Regions from separate parts of the Mus musculus genome. Here regions 2, 3 and 4 are each linked to region 1. Evidence: chromatin contacts called from public promoter capture Hi-C data. All regions are on one chromosome and are shown on one strand. The core of a region is the stretch at or near the end of the contact, and the rest is flanking DNA. Distances in the headings are between cores, read along the strand shown. Region 1 holds the start of Osbp (oxysterol binding protein). Region 2 holds the start of Vps37c (vacuolar protein sorting 37C). Region 3 holds the start of Tmem109 (transmembrane protein 109). Region 4 holds the start of Ccdc86 (coiled-coil domain containing 86).

Region 1 (2,607 bases), core at 55-2,554:
CAAATCAGAAGAAATGAATAAATAAAAGTTAAACCCTATTCCTACTGCCAGGTCAAAAACTGCTACACTGTAATAGGTGTTAGATTCCCCAAAATGCAGGTTTTGGCTATTTTTGTAATAATAGTTCACAACAGCTCAATGCTGGACTAGTTACTGAAATTTGTGACCTCTAACACAGCTGTAATTAAGCTGATCAAATCTAATCATTCAACACCCAGTTCAAAACAAAACCCTAGCAATAAACAAGAGAATTAATTGTGTTTTTACCACACTAAACCTAACAAGGGCCTTTAGATTTGGAAAAGAGATATAAAGGTAGGTAGTAGGTCTTTGCCAATCTATTCTCCCCGTAAATAAGGTCGGCAACTAGATGGTCAGAATTAATAGAAGTGTATTAGAATCTAGAGTGAAGAGACAGAGGGTAGACCAGGAAAGGGAATGGGGTGAGGATTGGAGGAGTCGTGAGTCCAGGAGGGGGCCGAGGAAGCTCTCTCTGGGTTCTTCCGGAAGCAGGATATGAAAACGGAATCCCTAGGAGACCCAGGAACCATCCATCTCTCTTTATTAAGGCCATCTGCAAGTCTCAATTGAGAAGGAGGGAATTCCACAGCACACCCACATCAAGAGCATTTATAGAGACCCATCACTTCCTTAAAGCTGCAAACGTGCCTGCCCACTTGTGCATCCATGAATTTATTTGCTATCTCGGCCAACTGCAGCTTTCACTGACAATGTCCAGAACCAATCATCTCCAATCATAGCCCTGCCTCTCCACCGACAGGTGAAAGACATAGGTGTCAGCCAATAAAAAATAAGAATGAGTATGTGAAGGCTGGACTCTGCCCCATTTACTTCAATGCATTCAGTAATTGGTAGAAAGGTTTGAGCAGCTGATATCAACCACCAATCCGTAAGGGCGGAAGAGGATGAAGGGCAGCGCGATGGGCGGGGGTGACGTGGCAATGACAGAAGCATAAACTGTAATGACTGACGGAAGTACTAGCCATTCGGAGGCCAAACCGGCCGTGAGCTCTGCATTCTCCCGTCCTCGGACTTCGGAAAGCCACCAATGATTTTGTAGCCCTGCCTGATTGGCTTTCCTGTTAGCCAATCGAAAGCAGGCCTGGAGGACGCGTCGCGCCTTGAGCTTCTCACTGGGCGGAGTAGCATGACAGGCCCGAGAGAAATGCCAATGTCCGCGGGGTCTTCCGCAAGTGACACTTGGCGGCACCAATCGCCGCCCTCCTTCCCGGCAGTCGAGCCCTCCTTCCCGCGGCGGGGCTGGCGGGGCGGGGACGCTGCGCGGCGGCGGCTGAAGCGCTAGCCGTGTTGGGCGCTCCGGGCGGCGGCGGCGGAGCTCGTAGGCGGTTCCGGTCGTGTCTCTCCGGGCGGCGGCGGCTCATGGCGGCGACCGAGCTGAGAGGAGTGGTGGGGCCGGGCCCGGCAGCCATCGCGGCTCCGGGCGGCGGCGGCGCGGGTCCACCCGCGGTGGGAGGCGGCGGCGGACGCGGGGACGCGGGGCCCGGCCCCGGGGTGGCGGCCGCGACGGCGGCGACGGCGGGCGGCCCGGGCCCCGGGGCCGGAGGAGTGGCGGCAGGCGGCCCGGGCTCTGCACCGCCAGCCGCGGGCTCGGGCGGTTCGGGCGCCGGGGGCTCGGGCTCGGCTAGAGAGGGCTGGCTCTTCAAATGGACCAATTACATCAAAGGCTACCAGCGGCGATGGTTCGTGCTGAGCAACGGGCTCCTAAGCTACTACAGGTAACTGCTTCCGGGGCGCCACGCTCACCTGGCCTCCCCCCCTGTGCAGCCCACAGACCCGCGCTGTCACTCTCCGCCGGCTGGCTTCACTGCCAAGGTCGCCCTGGGTCGCTGTCTGTCACCTGCACAGGTTGACAGCTTGCAGAAGTCAGAACCTGCAGATTTGACACACTGCTCTTGTCTCCGCTGTCACCCGCCCCTAGTGCCTCATCTGCCTCCATCCCTGGGTCTTTCCTGTCAGCAATTGTTTGGAGAGCATCTGCTCTGCCATTGTATTTCCGCTACCACGTGGGTGCAATCGCTAATTCTGCAAGTAAGGCACTGTTGTGAAGCTGGAGGGGCACAGACAGCGCGAGCCCGGGCACTGTCCCTCAGGAACTTACAGTGGAAGTTACAACTCCTAACTTTTTGTGCTCTAGTCTCTAAAATTTAATGTTTCTGATACACCCTTGATATACCTGCCCATGTCTACTCAGAATACACATTCCGACATCAGAATACCACACACAGGGAGACTTTGGGATTCTGTCCACCATATGTCTTACCTCTTCAAGCATGCGCGTACTTTCTCGGTCTAGACAGTCCACAATAGAGATGTGTACTCTACCATAGCTTTTACTTTTGCCTGCCCCACCTCTTCCCATGGGAATGACTGTCTTATCCAGCAGTCACCGTGCACCTTTTAGTTTTATTTAAGATTAAGTTTTATTAAAGGAAGAACACATGTTTTTGAAATGATTGTTAAGGTTTCACAGTGCTTATTTTGGTATGGTTAATGTATACTTACTGTGACTCATAGCATGGTCATAACATGTCACACTTCGGGGCTTATATTACTAGACAGAGGTGT
Region 2 (2,607 bases), core at 29-2,528, 1.3 Mb before region 1:
ACAGCACAGGGGACTTGAGACCTGAGTACCCAGGGACCCCATGAGGTAGTAAAGGGGAGGGAGTTCTGACCAATGGGGACAATGATGATCATTTTAGATCTAGAATATGAAATAGAAAAAGTGGGAGATCTTGATGAAATTCGATGACCCAAAAGAGAAACTTACAAGATGGAAGTCCCCCCTCAAAAATAAATAAATAAATAAATAAATAAAATTGCAACTCTGTTGACTGATTAGAACTTCTTGATTGTGGAAAGCTGGGATGTTACAGGGTCCAATTAACTGATAATTATTGTTATTCTCCTTAATAAATGTTGCTCACTTCTGTGCCTTACCTCATATCAATGTGATTATCGGGTAAACCTTTTGGGATGCACTAACTCAGCAGACCCCAAAGCTAAAATGTAATCAAATAGCACCTCAGACCCAAACAGAGATTTTCCCTAATTTCTCATTACCCACTGGCCTGATGGTCCCAGCAATGTATTTGTAAAATGCCTTGGGGTAGCCTTATTCTGTTACTGTACAGACTTCACAAAAGCACTTTTACATTGGAACATGTTATTTAAGGCAACCTGAACCTGTGTCCCATGTCATGGTCACTCTTTCTTGGCTCTCTCCTTCTCTTTGAGGTGAGATCCATTTTGGGTGGACAGAAGTCAGAGTCAAGTGAAGGTGGAGGCCTCTGACACTGAGCCTGGTATCACTTAGGGCCTTTGGACTTCTCGTTGTATGACCCAGCAATTACCATTTTGAAGAGGCCAATTTGTGCTGGTCTCTGCCACTAGCAACAAAAGTTCTAATGTATAACAAAGGGTGGCAGGGTTTTCTTAGGCTGGAAGCTAATCTAACCACTGCAGCCAAAGTGGAATGGCGTTCACCTCTCAGGGCTGGTTTGTTTCCATCCCTTCCTGAGGCTTGTCACTCTGGGCGAGTGAGGATGGATCAAGTCTGACGCTTACACACTCATCTACAGACGAGTAAGAGCAATCTACGGTCCTGACAAAGGGTGATTTTTTAGGAAAGCTCAGAGCTGTTAGCAGTGTCTGAAGGGGACTCAGGACCGCAGCCATTCTAGTCCTGAGGCCAAACTATAAAAAGGAGTGTGCGCAGCAGGCCGGGGATACCGTGGTGCAATAAGAGCCCATCTGGAGCCTCCCTTTGGAAGTTCCACGCTTGTCTCAGGATATTCAGAGCAAACGAAGGGACGCCTGCAAGTCTGCGCAGGCGTACTCGCAATGGGCGGAGTCCTACGGCGGGGGCGGGGCTAGGGGTGGTGCCTTCCCCCGCGCGGGCGGGGCCGAGTGGCCTTCCGCGGGTGTGGCGCCTGAAGCCACCAGCGTCTGAGTGCAGGTATCGTGGCCACCCCTAGGCCTACAAGGCAGGACACTCGGGGCGCGGCGGAGGGGCAGTGCGGCTCGTTCTCAGCTGGACGCGGGAGTAAGTCACATCCGGTAGAGGCGGGGCTCGTGGATCCCGGAAGTGCGGGCAGCGGCTGATTGCCCGCGGTAGCGGCGGCCCCGGTAGGTGAGCGCCGCTGGGGAAGGTCTCGGGCGGCGGCGGGCAGCGGCCTACCGTGCCGGGGGCGTTGCCGGCGAACTCAGAGATGGGTTTCCTGGCCGAAGCCGGCGATTGGGCGCGATGGGCGCGTGACTCCCCGCGGGCCTGCGCCCCTGCAGTGGGGTGGGAGGGATGGACGGTGGGAGGCTGTCCTCGCCGGTCGCCTCAGCCCCGCCCCCTCCCACCTATCCGCTAACGCCACGCAACCCTTCACCCTCTGTAGGAGTACCTTGTGGCCTTTGTGTCATTAAGAGCCTCTTTGCCCCTTGTACGGATTGGGAAACTGAGGCCTGTGTGTATTCTGACTTGCCCCTGCGATATAGTGGAGTTAGAGGGACTCTGGCCTTTGTCTTGCTGGCCTGTATCATTCCCCAGGTTAGCAATAGGTAAGGGTTCTTCCCCTTTCTTCTGGACCCCGACTTGAACTGTCCAGCATGGCTGAGCCATCCTTACTTCTGGGCCTTCCAGGTGTATGGTCCCAGCATGTGCCTGGTTCTGCTTTGTTTCTCCCCTCACAGCCGTTTAGGGGTGTTCTTTCACTTTTTTTTGGTGGGCCAAGACATTCCCAGAGATGTGTTTGAGTTACTGGTAGAGTGGACTATCATCAGGGTCACATTTCTTGAGTCCAGCCTATACCTTGTCAATCAGATTTGGGCTAGCCACCTTGAGCCAAGAAACTTCACGGATACCAGGGCTCCTTCATCGCTCCCTGCATATTTTCCAGGTGTCTCTACCAATAGCGTGCCACTCCACATTCAGTGACTGTCAGTCCTGCAGCTAGAAATGGTGGTGATAGAGGGACTTAGAAGGGAAAGACTCTTCTTTGCTTGGGGCCCAGGGAGGGCCCTGATCTGGGGATTGTGGAACTGAGGGCTGCTGGGTGAAATGGTGGACTCTGAAATGAGTCTTTGTTCTTGGCAGTCATAGTGCCCAGAAAAAAAAAAAAGCCTTTTTCGTAAGATTGTCTTGGAAATCTGGCCCAGTGCCTTTGTAATTTCCATTAAGTAGAAAACATGATGGAGTGCTTCAGTGGGGCTGTTTTCTGTT
Region 3 (2,607 bases), core at 65-2,564, 1.1 Mb before region 1:
TAAACAAGGGTGTTTGCCCCACCCAGGCAACCCACTCAGACCCTCCCAGGGAGGAGCTCAGCCTTTTTGTTTTGTTTTTAAAGCTCCCCAGGATTCCTGAGGCATAATCAAACAGTGGTTGCAAAGATCAGCAACGCAGAGAAAAGTCTACTTTAAGCAAAGCCTCCTAAGAGCTCTCTGTACAAAGGACACAGGTTCAGATCTATCACAAGTTAGCCGCCACTACCTTTACACCTGTTACTTAACCTATCTGAAATTCAATCTCCTCAAATGTAAGTTCTGTTGAAACTGGGTTAAGAGTTACTTCAAGAAGTTAGATAATTTGTGCAAGCACTGTGTTCAAAGTTTGTCCCACAGCCTCCCAGTGACTCTCAGACTAACTTGACATTAACTTTTCTTGGAATCCCCAGCACCTAGCATAGAATGACTAAGTGCTTGCTAAATGAGTATCAGAAGCCCTGCCAAGAAGCCACAAGTGTAGGACATAAAGACATGGAGAGGTGGCGGGGGGGGGGGGGGGAGGGAAGGGGAGGAGGTTATTTGAATAGTCAGTCCAAATATACGACAGCCACATGAGAAGCACAGCTGAGATAGAAGGTCCTAAACGTGGCGAAGTCACCACTAAGGAGAATGAAGTCAGCGTTCTGGCAGGTCGGAGGCAGCCCTCGCTAAACCCCTGACAGCTGCTACCCAGCAACTGTTTGTGGGGCAGGGTGTTTGCAAAGGGGGGGGGGGGGGGTGTGCAGCCTTGCCGCTCCCTTCCCAAGGCCCAGACTCCAGGCAATAGGGTCAGTGGCATGTGCTATTTCGAACAGCACATCCCCTGCCAAGCACTCCATAGTGGCGTCGCGAGGCCCATGAGGTCAGGATACCCTGAGGGGGGCTCCAACTGAGGCGGCAGGAGGCTGGACCATGGGGCTGGGGGAGGTGTGCAGTTCGGCACTGGCCTCATCCCCCAAATCTGGCAGCTGCTCCCTCCGGAGGGCTAGACCTCAGCGCTCGAACCCACTCATCCCGGGAAACACTCTCCTCCAGGGTTACCTAGTAACAACGCCCCTGGTTGCATAGCAACGAGGATCTGGGTCCCATACTTGTTAAGCCCCACGTTCCACGTTCGACCCCTCCCCACTAGGGCTCGCAAGGCCTTGCGGCTCCGCCCTGTTACCTCCTGCAAATCTGTCCTTTAAGCTGCATCTACAGCCCTGGTCTCGGCCCTCACTCACCCTGCTCCGGTCACCGCTATCCTTCACGTGGGACTTCGCTAGAAAACGCGCCACCAAACCGGCGCCTCAACTCCCGGGGTGTTGGTTTATAGTCTGCGCATGCGCGGGGCGGTCGACGGAGGAGACTGGCAGGTCTTTCTGGCAGGCATCGTGGACGCATGCGCTCTGCTCGCTCCATTATGGTTTGTACGTGTTTTTTCCCTCCCAAATATTTCCAAGAGAAGAATGGCGCCGGAAATTGGAGTTGGAACGGAAGCGAAGCCTTTGGCAGGAAAGGGGAAAGAAAGAACTGTCGAGGCTGTGGCGTGGGTAGAGTTGGTGCTCGATGCGGGATTCGGTGCAGATCCGAGTCTACAACGCATTTAGGGCGGCAGTTTCCTCCCGGGAAGTGCAGTTCCTAAGGCGGGGCGCTGGCGAGCACTTGGAGGGCTGAGAAACCTTTCACGCTAAAAATGGCACATCAGGGGGGAAAGGCACAAGGTGTTAGTGGGCACATGAACGGTGTACGGCCTTGGAGAAACTCATATGCTCTGGAAGAGAGCAAAACCTCACCCAAAATGTGTGGGTGACCACCAAAGCTTTGCTTACAATTGTTAGGGAAAGGAAAGCAACCCAGGTGCCCTGGGGTTATTTTGTTTGTTTGTTTGTTTTAAACCTTAGAACACTGAGGTAGCTTTGTGGATGAGGTAGGCAGAGATGTAAAAATTGTTTAAAGGTTTATTTATATGAATACACTGTAGCTGTCTTCAGACACACCAGAAGAGGGCATCAGATTCCATTACAGGGGGTTGTGAACCACCATGTGGTTGCTAGGAATTGAACTCAGGACCTCTGGAGGAGCAGTTAGTGCTCTTCACCGCTGAACCATCTCACCAACCCATAAATTTTAAAATTACGTGTAGTTATGTATTCTATGCATGCGTTCGGGTGTGCAGGCACAATACAATACTCCTATGGAAGTCAGTTCTCTCCTGCTGTGTGGATCCCGGAGATTGAATCCGGGTTGTCAGGCGTGCCTTAGTGGAAAAGATCTCAGGGGTGGTGGGGGTGGGAGTGGTGTTTTTGGTTTCTTTCTAGACTTAGTTTTAGTTTGCAAGTGCCTTTTGGGAAATTAACATAGGCACACATATTAGAAATGTATGGGAACATTGGAAGGGAAAGGAGGACTTCCCTTAGGAGTCTTGTTAAAACCTCCCATCAACTGAGAATCAAAAACTACTTTAGGTGTTTCTCTCTTCCCAGCTGTAAACCTACAAGTTTCTAAGAACTTCACTAGAAACTTACATTTACAGTAAGAAAGACCTGTCCTAGCCCTCCCCTAAAGGGTGCAATCCTAGTGGCTCATAGTTATATTTTACTAGATTATATTCCTAACCCAGTCACT
Region 4 (2,607 bases), core at 40-2,539, 1.0 Mb before region 1:
GGAAGCAGAAGCAGGTGTATCTCTGAATTTCAGGACAGCCAGTGCTATACAGTGAGACCCTGCCTCATAATAAAAAAAGGATGGGAAGAAAGCTCAAAAGAACACCGTCTAGGGCAGACATTAAAGAAATGATCTTTGAGGATCTATCTCCCTCCCCGACCTTAGGGCATTTTGACATTATGATCGTGTTTGTTAATTTCATTCGGGTGAACTCTTTACAACCCTTGGATTGCATTCAGGCGAAGGCAAGGTCCAAATGTACTAAGAACCCAACACATCACCCATGCTACCCCCACTTTACCTCTTCTTGGAGCGGTCTTTCCACACACGCCCGGATTTGGGCTTCCCTTTCGGAATTACAGGAAGCTCCTCCTTCTCTTTCAATTTCTTGGACGCTGGGGCCTGGGGAGAGGCTATAACTCGCTTCTTTAGGTTGAGACTTTCTGTTACTGTCTCTCCCGCCGGAGGCAGCTTGCCTGGCTCCAACTGGCGCTCTGGGGAGCTAGGTGCCTGGACCGTCAGCTCCTGTGCTGGCTGAGAGGGCTCGGGACCCGGTGCTTGCTGGCCCGGGCAAGGCTCGGGGGATCCTGGGATCACCTCCTCTTTAGCGTGGGCCGCCTCAGAGTCCAGTTCTCCCTGTGGGGGAGGTAATTTGGATGGCTGCTCTCGTTGCGGGGATTCCGGGCTCGACTCTGTCTGTCCTGCAGGTGACTCCAGGCCCAGATCTTGATGAGGTTGAAGGGACCCGGGGTGAGGCTCTGGCTGCCTTTGTGGGGACCCATCGTCTGCATCCTGTCTAGGACCGGGTGATCCGGGGCTCGCCTCTGGCTGAGGTCCGGGAGACGGAAGGCTCAGTGGTGGACAGGGCGATCCGGGGCTCGTCTCTGGCTGAGGTCCGGGAGACGGAAGGCTCAGTGGTGGACAGGGCGATCCGGGGCTCGTCTCCGGCTGAGGTCCGGGAGACGGAAGGCTCAGTGGTGGACAGGGCGATCCGGGGCTCGTCTCCGGCTGAGGTCCGGGAGACGGAAGGCTCAGTGGTGGACAGGGCGATCCGGGGCTCGTCTCCGGCTGAGGTCCGGGAGACGGAAGGCTCAGTGGTGGAACTCTCGTAGACTTGAGCTCTCCTGTTTCTTCTGAGTTCGACTTGAAATCTACAAGAGCCCGTTTCGCCCGAGAGACTTCGGGGACAGGAAGGTTTTCTGGAGACAGAGGTTTTAGGCCTTCCAGCCGCCGGCTGCGCCTCAGCGGCGTATCCATGGCTCACGTGTAGCCTCTGTAGCCTTCGGAACTGTCGGCGCCTTCATATGACGTCAGACTCGTCCATTTCCGTACCGGGCAGGAAGCGCACTTGCGGTAGAGAGACCCGTGGGTAGGCGGAGCCGGGGATGAAGTCGGTCCCGGGAGGCTGGGCTTAGTAGACGCATGCGTGTTGTGCATGAGCTCAGTTACAGAGTTTAGTTGCTTGGTTTCTGCGATGCGTTTTTTGCAAACTGCGAGTTCTTGCAAGGGGATGGGGTGGGGGTATATTATACATACACACACACACACACACACACACACACACACACACACACACACACACATATAAAAATAATTTTTTTTTTCTTGAGAGAAGAGGTTGGAAAAAGGCGGAGGGAGTTTGTAGGCAGAGCCGAATCAGCGCGCTAACTTGTTCTGGAACTGCTGGGCCCGCAAACATCGCCTTTTCTTTTATCTTTTGTAGCACAGTAGCTTTGCGCTGTGTAACAAAGGGGAAGGTCCTGGTGGTCTTCCTGAGTGGGAAATCTTCAGTTTTTGAGTTGTCTCAAACGTTCCCATTCTTTTCACTTCCTCTTCTCTACTAGTGGGCCCAAGTATGCAATAGGTGGTTCTCATCTTTGAACAGTTTCAGTTAATCAGCAAAGTGTCAGGTCTGTGGCCCAGAAAACCTTGACTGCTTGTTGTCAATGTTGGGGGTTCACAACCTGTGCCCGAAGTCAGGTCTAGCTACCTTATCCTCAATAAGCCAATTGAAAGAGACACATTAAAAACTGGAAATCTTTAGAAAAAGGAGATTTATTCAATGTAGTCATACTAGAAAGAGGGGCAAAGAGATTCTGTGAATCACCCAAATTTGACCTCAGGGTTCTAAATTTAGATAAAAAATTTAGATAGAGGGCCAAGGATAAATACATCTGAGTAGTCCTTACCAAGGTATGACTCTGCCCACCATTGGCCCATTATTATCTGGGTTTTAGTCTCATCCTGTAAGGTGGTCTGACAAGCTTTTAGAACTCTGAAATCTTTTTCCAGGAGACAAGTTTCCCCTCTGGCTGGTACCTTTTTCTTCTCCCAGCATGAGAATTCTGGGGAAATTTTCATTTCTTTGGAGTCCTCTGTCTGATTGATTGGCTGATAGGCTAAGAGATGCAGTGTCGAAAGCCTTTAATCCCAGCACTTGGGAGGCAGAGGCAGGCAGATTTCTGAGATCGAGGCCAGCCTGGTCTACAGAGTGAGTTCCAGGACAGCCAGGGCTACACAGAGAAACCCTGTCTCGAAAAACAAAACAAAACAAAACAAAACAAAACAAAACAAAACAATTAAAACCTTCATCTCTGCCGGGATGGT

Evidence for each region. Promoter capture Hi-C pulls out the DNA fragments that hold promoters and counts their contacts.
Region 2: a promoter capture Hi-C map of liver shows a contact between it and region 1, with 2.4 times the contacts expected there. A contact is called at or near these places in 9 of 39 promoter capture datasets (the 3T3-L1 cell line, the C10 cell line, cranial neural crest and 4 more) and 4 of 130 datasets of targeted methods (extraembryonic endoderm stem cells, memory CD8 T cells, microglia and 1 more).
Region 3: a contact with region 1 is called in a promoter capture Hi-C map of liver, with 5 times the contacts expected there. A contact is called at or near these places in 8 of 39 promoter capture datasets (the 3T3-L1 cell line, the C10 cell line, cranial neural crest and 4 more) and 3 of 9 other capture datasets (adipose tissue, liver and pancreatic islet).
Region 4: a contact with region 1 is called in a promoter capture Hi-C map of pre-B cells, with 7 times the contacts expected there. A contact is called at or near these places in 8 of 39 promoter capture datasets (the 3T3-L1 cell line, cranial neural crest, erythroid cells and 4 more), 1 of 130 datasets of targeted methods (astrocytes) and 1 of 9 other capture datasets (liver).

Annotation. Positions count from the first base shown.
Region 1 is chr19:11,964,540-11,967,146 of GRCm38.p6, forward strand. Osbp (oxysterol binding protein) reads left to right here and starts at 1,305. Exons shown (of 14, transcript NM_001033174.1): 1 at 1,305-1,757. The coding sequence starts at 1,402.
Region 2 is chr19:10,687,457-10,690,063 of GRCm38.p6, forward strand. It overlaps Vps37c (vacuolar protein sorting 37C), which reads left to right and starts at 1,279. Exons shown (of 5, transcript NM_181403.3): 1 at 1,279-1,523.
Region 3 is chr19:10,880,429-10,883,035 of GRCm38.p6, forward strand. It overlaps Tmem109 (transmembrane protein 109), which reads right to left and starts at 1,315. Exons shown (of 4, transcript NM_134142.1): 1 at 1,224-1,315.
Region 4 is chr19:10,947,977-10,950,583 of GRCm38.p6, forward strand. Ccdc86 (coiled-coil domain containing 86) reads right to left here and starts at 1,290. Exons shown (of 4, transcript NM_023731.3): 1 at 302-1,290. The coding sequence starts at 1,257.